3 separate regions of the Rattus norvegicus genome follow, and regions 2 and 3 are each linked to region 1. The links are chromatin contacts, called in public Hi-C maps. All regions are on one chromosome and are shown on one strand. The core of a region is the stretch at or near the end of the contact, and the rest is flanking DNA. Distances in the headings are between cores, read along the strand shown.

Region 1 (3,133 bases), core at 468-2,967:
TTGCTGTGATAGGGCGGACCGATCCCCGCGAAGCGTATTTCCCTGCTCTTAACTCATCTACCTATAAATAGCGCCGCTCACCGAGCTGAGTCACCAAAACCCAGAGTTTACTCAAAATAGCTCTTAAGGACTGCTGGAATCGAGTCGCTCCAGTGGTGACAGATTGACCACATACCCATACCCATCAAGCTGGGCCATGGACCAGAGCCATAGAACTGGCGCCCAAAAGGTTAGTCAGGAGAGTAAGATCCTAGTCCCTGGGATAGCGAAGTCTGGACTCAGGAACCAGCTAGTGGTCAAATTCCGCCTGGACCGAACAGAGTCCTCCCGGTCCTTTTGGAACTGGGAGCCGCGGGGGTCCCGGCACCCGGCACCGCCCTCGCCCACTGCACACAATGGGGAGCGTCGAGGGGTGGCCCCGCTGGAGCTTTAGACCATCTTCCCCCAGGATCCCCGCCGGACCCTCGGCTGTGGCCAAACCACCTGATGACCTCCAACTATTGCCCACCCTCACGAGGGTGCAGAGCCTTAAGAGCAGCAGCCTTGGGGGGGGATGAAAACGGAAGTGCCACCCCCTGCAGGCAGGGTGGTGACGTCACCCTACCGCCAGCCTGTAGCGGGGGTGGCTGCCCATCACGTGATCCACGCCCCTCCGAATCCCGCGCGCGCGCTCCCTCCCCCCCACCAGACTCCCACCTCTCCCGCCTCCTCTCCCCAACTTTCGCCCTCCCTGCTCCCTCACTGCTGTCAACAGAGCCAGCTCCGCCTTCCCCTTGCCTCGGCGCCCCCACCTACGGCGACGCAGCGGGCTCCCGTGCTCAGGTCTCTGCTCCTGGAGCGCGGGGTACCCCTTCTCAAACCCTGTCCCCAAATCCAGGCGCTCAGGGAGCGTGGGCCTCGGGGGTGCAGTGGCGGCGGCGACAACAGTTCTCCACTCATTCCTCCCACCGTGGACTAGGCGGACTCTGCAGGTCTGCGTTCAAAGGGGATCGAGACACGCACGGCCTCCCGGGCGCCCCCTCCTTTCACTCTGCGGCCCGCTCTGCCGGGCAGCCCTGCCGAGCTTCGTCTCCCGTAGGGAGCCACGCGCAGATCGCTTCCTGGAGCCCCTCACTCTCTTCTCTCCGTGCACTCCGGGGTTACAGCTTTTTTTTTTTTTTTTTTTTTTTTTTGCCGTCGCTGCTCCTCGTTCTATTTCCTCCCCCCTCGCACCCCCACCCCCGCCACGGTTTCCTTCTAAAAGTGGAGCCTGGTGGAGGGAGAAAAGAAGCCAGAGTCGAAAGGGGCGGTGCGCACTGACCTGTCAGAGACGGTGGAAGACCCCGGGTCTGGGCGAGCTCTCCAGCCAGTGGGGGCACTGGAGCGCAGGGCTCGAGCGGAGCGGCGGCTGCGCTCGGCCAGGTGTCCCCCTAGGCCGGTCTGCGCCGCCCCCTCCTTCGGCGCCGAGCTCTCCGCCCCAACATCGGGGACCAGGGAACCCCCCAGCTCGATTTTTTGTGCAGTTTCAGCAAAGCTCCGAGGAAGTTGGTCCTTTTGTTCCACTATTTATAGATTGCGTCAACATTGCGAAAAGAAGAAGGCGGAGCGGTGGCCCCTCCCCCGCCCCTCGGCCCGCTCCCAGGAGAGAAAAGCCCCAGCACACGACCTAAGTACACAGCGCGCCAGCCGCCCGCCCCCGGGCCTCCGGCTCGCCACTTCCCCCTCCCCCCTCCTGGGCCCGAGCGCTGCCAACCCCGTCACGTGCCCTCCCGGGAAAACCAGCTCCCCCGGGCTGTGCGCCGCCCGCCTGGTTCCGTGGCAGCGGCCTCCGCCCTGCGGCGCTCCCCAGCTTGTGGCTGGGGTCGCGGGCCCGGGTGGTGTGCATGACCTGGGTACCCACACTCTGGCCACTCGACGGGGGATCCCACGGACCCACGCCTTGCTCAGAGTGGCGCCGAACGTCCCGCTCGCTCGGGCGTCTCTACCCCCACCCACTCCGTCTTTGGGAGCGCCACCGCCCTACTTGCAGAGAGCGCGCGCGTTTGGGCCTCGCTTTGGAGCCCACGGCCTGGACAAGTCCCTCTGCCCCCTCGTGCGGCGGCACCCGCAGGCGTTGGCTTGCTAGGCCTCACTCCCCGCACTGATGGCCAACAGGCGTGAGGGGTGCGGGGGTGGCTCCTAGCCGCTTCCAGGCGGCAAAAGCGCGGGGCGCGGGAAGCGCAGGGCGGACGCTCTGGATCCGCAGGTGCAGCTAGCTTCACGCTAGCTTCCTTCTCGCTTTCCTAGTGCTTTAAGACCAGGGAATTTGCGCATCAGATCCTTGACAAGGGAACGCGATTATTGAAGACTTACTCTTCTGTTACAGGAGTGATTGGGGCAAACCTTTAGAAGTTGCCTTTAAACCCGTAGGACGAAGTGATAGGCCCCTCCAAACCCCGAAGTGAAACTGAGCGCCCTGCTGGCCTAAAGCCTAGGCGGAGGGCTCCGTGTAAACAAAAAGTGCGGTAAACACCAAAAGAAGACCTTACAATAAAGCCAAACATAAGTGGTTAGTTTAAGCGTTATTAACTTCCGTAGCTTCTGGTCCCTTTCCTAAGTGGTTGAATTAGAGCGCAGTTGTACTTTTCAGGATCAGAATATAAGTTAGCTACCAGTTCACTGGTTCAGGAAAACAGGCTGAGCTCGATGAGAACAGGAAACGCGTCGGACCTTTCCCAGCAACTGGAGAGTGGTAAACAATCTAGAAGAACTCCCCCGCCCCAAGTTCGGACCACCACACTTCAGCACGGGCCCCTAGCCCCAGTGAGGGGCATGGAAGTTGGGTAAAGGGGGGGGGAGTTGGGTAGAGGGGTGGGTCAAAACTTGGTAGGGTTTTCTTTTCCAAGAGTTAGTTGGGGAGGAAATAGATATGCCTAGAGTTGAGAAACCTTTCCAGATTTAGGCCCGCTTTCTTTTTCTCTTTTTGTTTCTTTCTCTCTCCCTTTTTAAAGGAGAACCTAGATTCTAAAGCTTAGAACATGGCTTCCAAGTTTGCTGTGTGTGCGCTTGCTAAAAGAAGGAAGTGAGACAATATAAAGTGAACCTTTGCAGTGGTCGCTTCCTTTCTAAAGTTTGGAACTGCAGGCCTGACGGCTTCGGTCGCCCACACCTGGGG
Region 2 (2,873 bases), core at 54-2,553, 72 kb after region 1:
TGAGCAAGTCAGAGGGGTCAAGGACACCACAAGACCCACAGTCAACTAACCCGGGACCATGGGGGCTCACAGAGCTTGGGCCACCAACCAGGCAGCATGTAGGAGCTAGACCTAGACTCCCTACACACTTAAAGCAAATGTGCAGCTTGGTCTTCCTGTGGCTCCCTCAACAAGTGGAGCAGGGCTGTCCTAGCCTCTGTTCCCTGCCATTGGTTCCTCTTCCCCTACCTGGACTGCCTGGTTGGGCCTCAGTGGGAGAGGGTGTGTGTAATTCTGCTGGGACTAGATGCCCCTACCCAGTGGGAGGGGGTGTCCCCTTCCCTGAGGAGAAGGGGAGGGGACAATGGGGGGGAGTATGAGAAGGGGGAGCGGGGCTGTGATCTAGATGTAAAGTGAATGAAAAGTCTCTGTACAATGTAATGTGCACACAGACAGTGGATTGACAGAACTATGATAAAAGCACACAGCTGTAAACCCTGATGAGGATTGGCTCAGGATGTTACCACATTTTAGGATACTCTCTTTGCATTCCGTCCTGTCATCTCCACACCCTGCCTCAGAGGCAGCTGTCCTGACTTGTTGCCTATCATGAAATAATTTTGCTTTTTCCAGAATTTACACTTAGAACCATGCAACTGCTTTGGGGGAATTTAAAAAACAAAACCTTTTATTTTATTGTTAACGCTGAATTCCTGGTGGGATAAAACATGGGCCTCCAGGTCCCTGGGTGCTCAGAATTACAGATTTTCATCCAGGATAGAGCAGCCGTGGCTCAGTGTCCAGCTGACAAGAGAAGGCTTAAGTGCTTTCTCGGGCAGCTCATCCTTATGACAAGATAGCAAAAACGTGAAGAGGTGTTGGAAGAGAAACTGGTTTTAAAAACACACGCGTATGTAGGAGTCTGGCTGAAGAATTTCAGTCACTGAATGCACACAGACCTGCCATGCGTTTGCCCAGCTGTCCCAGTGGGGGCGGGGCAGGGTTTTTTTTTTTTTTTCCTCCTCAGCCCTGGCCCAGGGATGGAAGGTCCACTCTTTCTTTTTCTCCGTAGTTCCTCTCTCTTTAGCTCATTCTGGTTTCGTCCTCTTCCTTGCCTGCCGGCTGTGAGGCTGTGATGTGAACATCGGGGTCTGGAGGTGTTCCTTCCCACAGTGTTCTCTCTCCCCGCAGGGCTGGGGAAAGGGAGGGAGAGCAGCCAGCCCGCCTTGGTTCTGAGTCAGCAGCTCTCCCCTCCCACCCCGGGAGAGGCTATGCCAAGTCGCCAGCCCTTCCAGACTGGAGCACAGAAGTCCCTAGGGACCATGTCTGGTGGGACATGGAGAGAGTGAGAGCCAGGAGCGGGCATGCCACGTGTTCCTGGGTGTGTGCACTCCGCTAAGCAGTTCTTACATAGCCTTCCTGGGCCGTTAGAAAGCATTTGAAAGTGGATATTGCGCAAATACAAACTGGATACATTATGTCTAGAACGTATAATGCAGTTTTCAAAAAGTTATAAAACCTCTCGAAGAGGGGTTTCCTCCTTTAAGTTTTTGTTTAATTCTTATAAAAAGCCTTAAATACAGTACAGCTTTTCAGTCTGCAGGCGTAGGAGCATAACAAATTCTGTCCCCAGGAGATTACTGTGTCTTTGGAAGCTCCATCATTTGTTCTATTTTTAGCCAAGGAACCATATGCATTTTTTGAGTAAAAGGCTGTCCTATTACTGTTTGGGAGTTTGTTTTTATAAAACCACACACTGCTAGATAATGATGAGAAACATTTCTAAGCTCAGGGTACATGTATTGTGAATCATTTGCCTTTCCCTTCGTTGTGAATAAAATATATTAAAAATTCCCGTGATTTATTTATTTTCACATAGCTCACTTGCCTCACAAGACTCACAAGATTTATTTCAGTAGTCACCAAAAAGTCAATTCCCAAATTCTCAGATTTGTGTAGCAATATCTTAGGAACTCTGAGTTTAACAAAAACCCTATCAGCTTCCTAGACATGGTAATGTCCTGAGGTTGAAGTAACAGTCTTGAAGAAATAATAACATCTGGCTACATGCCTTAGAGAGTATGTGACGTGTTCATATCTAAAGAACATGCCATATCCTATTTCCACCACCAGTTCTGGATACAGTGATACGATTTTTAATTAGTCTAACCCTTTCGTGGGGATGGTTTACTGATTTAAAAATACTCAGCAAACACATGGATGCTGTGTCTTACATGTTCCTCTTGTTTACAATTTTTCTTTTTTTTTTTTTTTTTCCGGAGCTGGGGACCGAACCCAGGGCCTTGCGTTTGCTAGGCAAGCGCTCTACCACTGAGCTAAATCCCCAACCCCTGTTCCTCTTGTTTAAAAGATGACTTGAGGGAATCCAGATTCGGTGTTTGTCCTGCCCTCCCTGTAACTGAAACCACCGGCCGAGCGACCTTCAGACATGTTGCCGCATTGCTGGAGAAGCTCACGGTTCTTCCGTGGGGTGATTTGCGACTTACCGTGAGAAAGGTGACTTCCTGAAGACTATGTAGTTAGTAATTTTGGCCCTGCTCTTGGTAGGAAGCAGGCAGGCGTGTGTCCTCAGTCACAGAGATCCTTGACACCCGAGGAAGAGCAGCTTTCAGAACTCTTTTTTGCCACTTTTTCAGAACTTTTTTGCCACTGCCATAGTGAGATGCCTGTGGAAATGGTGTCTCCTCTAAGGCTATTTTCATTATAACACAAGTGAAGAATTATCATGGGGTGAGTTGTTTGTAAACATTTTGTTCTAAAAAGAACACTGGCCAACGACAAACAGTTTTGTCTTCTAAGGTGAATATATAACTGGAAACATCTTTTCCTGCAAATCTCCTTAAGGAGCAGGATTGAGCTCAGCTTCAGTCAAG
Region 3 (3,272 bases), core at 617-3,116, 92 kb before region 1:
TTCTCCCAGGCTCTAAGACTATCCCCTCTTCTATGCGTGCTGTCAGACACTGTGCCCACCCAGCAGCAGCTCATTATGACTTTCAAGCCTTTGCCCATTACTGCATTTTAAAAGGCTACATCAATGCTTTACTTGATATTTGCTTTTCAGTGAGAAAGAACTGCCTTTCCTCATAATTATTAGTCATTTATATTTTTATAGACTTTTGTGTGATTGTTCAGGGGATCGATCCATCCAGGGTTTTGAAATCGATGGGAAAGCACTCTATCACTGAGCCACAGCCTCATTCAGTCTTTATTTTGGTTTTTTGGTTTTTGTTTTGAGACAGGACTTCTCTGGGTAGCTTTGACTGTCTTGGAACTCACTATGTAGAGCAGGCTGGCATAATGGATGGCCTCAGCCTCCAAACTCTGGGATTAAGGCCTGTTGCCAGCATATTATGCCCAAAGTTTTGTTTGGGTCTGGGACAAAGCTTTCATTTGCACTGACATTTTTGGTGCTGTAGAAAAGAACCTGTCTGTTACAAGGTACTTGATTATTGTACATAGAGTACCGTCAAAGCCTAGGTGTAGATATCTGTTCATCAGATGCAGTTAGGTGAGTCCAGTAGAGAAGCAGTTTGGGTGTCCCTCTAAAAGGCTCCTTAGATAAGATGCTAAAGAATGTAAATTCCTGACTATTTTAAGACAATTGCTTGAGAGAGGTCTTGGTTTTCTAAGACCAGAGGCTAAGTCAACTGGGTGGCCTTGAGCTATACTACCATAAAGGCGACACGGTTTGGCTCCTACCCTCTTGTCTTGGAACCTCCCCATCATGACGGTGCCTTGGTTCAGTCTGCCAAGGGTGTAAGGGAGGAGCTAGAGGTTAGAGACTTCTTTTATATCAAATGGACCAAAGATAGAGCTCCCGGTCCCCCGCCTTTTTTTTTTTTTAAGCTAGGAAGATCCTTTCTAGAAGGAGCTTCAGAAGTTTCTAAGGAGCTGGCAGTGTAGTTGTAGGATCAAACTTGTAAATAGATATTTTATGTATAGTTTAGAAAACGAAGCTACCTCACTGAGCTAGTAGGTTTTTACCCCAGTTTATGCCTCCCGTCTTTATTGGTATACATATTAAATAATTTAACCAGTTACACGTGTTTTTGGAATGTGATGCTACCCTCCGGAGGTGCGTCTTGTTTTCCCACCTTGTAGAAAAACCTGTTCCCTTGATTCGGCTCTTGATTCCACTGTAGGTGCTCTCGTGAGGACTGAATTAGAAATCACGGGGATTGTTCTTAGAAATGGTGTAGCTGGGACCACACGCAATGGGGAGGAGGAGATTTTCATTGACTCGGAAAGGGGCTTTCCCCAAAGGCTGCTCTCAAAGGCTGACCTTCTCAAGGCGGTAGTGGACGTGCTCCTCCAGCACTCACCCGGCATTTACCTCGGGCTTTCAAATTTGGATAGGAACCATCTTTTTCATTCTCTGTAACCACGGGTCTCCGCCAAGGAGGAGGATATCAGGAAAGTCAGGGCAGCTGCTACGGGCAAGATATTTTAAAACCAGTTAAAAGTTTTTGCCTCCGAGGGGAACCGCAGTGGTGCCTTTCTGCACAGCTGGGTCAGTGGTGTTCGACCTAGCGATCGCCCGGTCCTCTGGGTCCTGAGATTCAGGCAAAGTGATATGAAGGGTTGGGCTATGTTTTGTTTTTGTTGTTCCTGAAAAAATGCAAAGAACAACAACAAAGATTACAACAACCTAAACCCATCCCGTCGCCTTAGCTTCCCCAGGAGCACTTCCCAGGGGTTGGGCGACCTGGGCAGTGCGCAGGCGCGAGGCGGCGGGGCGCAGAGGGCGTGGTCGCCGTGTCCATTTCGCACCGGCGCAGCCGGACCGCAGTTGGTGGAGGTGAGCTCTGGGTAGGGGCCGAGGGCCGGGAGTCGCTGGCCCTGCGCCAGTGGCCAGGGACACACGCGTGGGCGGTGGCGAGCGGCGTGGTGTGGCGGCAGCGGTCCCGGTGTCGCCGCCCGGAAGGTCCGCGCTCCGCTGTGGAGGCGCTCTAGCCAGGAGAGGGCCAAGAATGCAGATTTGTGTGTGTAACACTCTTTCTCTTTTCTCTACAGCGTTCTCCAGTTTTACAGTCAAACCGTGGGGAAAAAAAACCCGGCTTTCTCCAGAGAAAGAGTAAGCGTGCCAAAAGCACATGCTTGCTGGGAACAAAGGTAAACGGTAATATTTTCTGGTATTTATGAAGGGGAAAAATACCCGATTTTATAAGTCCTAGGACCATTCCAGATGGAACTACAAAGAATAAATGTCTTCACCCACCTCTTTCAGTAATAGGTGGCCTTTGTTCTTTCCATATTTCAAAATTCAGAAGCCTTGCTTGCCTTTCATTTCTTTGGTAATTACTATATATATTTATTAAAATTGTGCATTAAAGGAACAAAAGGGATCCAGCAGCATTTTTCCTGTGTGGTTTGTCTTAGTTGTCCAGCTATTGGGGCTCTAGATGAGGGCTTGAGTTTCCCTCTGCAGCTCTCTAGACGTTTGCATGAGGAGCTCTTTTAAAACAAAATGTCAGTATATAGGCATTCTTTGTGCTAGGGTTCAATGGGGCTATTATGCCTTTTTCATTGATTTTTTTTTTTTCTTTAAAAGCTTTTGGTGAGGAAAGAACCCAGTTTTGAGCTATGCTAGCATATTCTACCCCGGAACTACGCCTCTGCCCTGCTTAAGGCTAAGCCTCGGTTTCACACAGCCTAGGATCACCTGAAAGCAATCTGAACTGAGTACTCACTCTTCATGCTGGTCTGTGGACTTGTCTTAGTTTACACAGGAGAGGAGCACACTGTGGGCAGCTCTGTCCCTAGGCTGATGAATGTGGGCTGTTATGGGCCATGGGCAGCCAGCAGTCCACATTCTTATGGTGTCTGCTGCACTTTCTGATTGTGAGTGGGCTCCATGTTGGAAGGCTTTGTTGTGGGGAAATAGGAAGCAGTTTTGTCTTGAGTTCCTGCCCTGACTTTCCTCAGTGATGGGTTGTAACCTTTGTCAGTTGATTCTGGTCAGTGTTTTACCATGTGTACAGAAAGTGACAGGTCCAGGCCCGAAAGACCCATGTCTTCAGGCTTCTTTTCTCCCTAGTAGAACTAACACCGAACTGTTCTTTTCCTCCGTGCACTCATTCTTGGGTTCTGGAAGTCGATCACACTGGGCAGGTGCTTTCCTGTGAGCTGCAACCTCAGCCCTGCTCTCACCCACCCCAGGTCATGCTTCTGTGCCCTGGTTGT

Evidence for each region. A called contact is a pair of places that touch in the nucleus more often than the background predicts.
Region 2: a Hi-C map of Schwann cells shows a contact between it and region 1, with 2.7 times the contacts expected there. The contact joins two enhancer-like sites. A contact is called at or near these places in 2 of 12 Hi-C or Micro-C datasets (Schwann cells and mammary epithelial cells).
Region 3: a Hi-C map of liver shows a contact between it and region 1, with 1.5 times the contacts expected there. The contact joins the promoter of Trim13 here to the enhancer-like site in region 1.

What each region holds. Positions count from the first base shown.
Region 1 is chr15:40,030,259-40,033,391 of GRCr8, forward strand. No RefSeq gene overlaps it. Among named protein-coding and RNA genes, the nearest start is that of Kcnrg, 81 kb to the left of the region's middle. Within about 2 kb of position 1,718, at least 86 of the 93 cell types and tissues checked have an H3K27ac peak or open chromatin away from gene starts, as enhancers often do. A contact at or near this core is called in Schwann cells and liver, where this site is marked.
Region 2 is chr15:40,102,393-40,105,265 of GRCr8, forward strand. No RefSeq gene overlaps it. Among named protein-coding and RNA genes, the nearest start is that of Kcnrg, 150 kb to the left of the region's middle. Within about 2 kb of position 1,304, at least 50 of the 93 cell types and tissues checked have an H3K27ac peak or open chromatin away from gene starts, as enhancers often do. A contact at or near this core is called in Schwann cells, where this site is marked.
Region 3 is chr15:39,938,030-39,941,301 of GRCr8, forward strand. Trim13 (tripartite motif-containing 13) reads left to right here and starts at 1,867. Exons shown (of 3, transcript NM_001012210.1): 1 at 1,867-1,887; 2 at 2,103-2,201.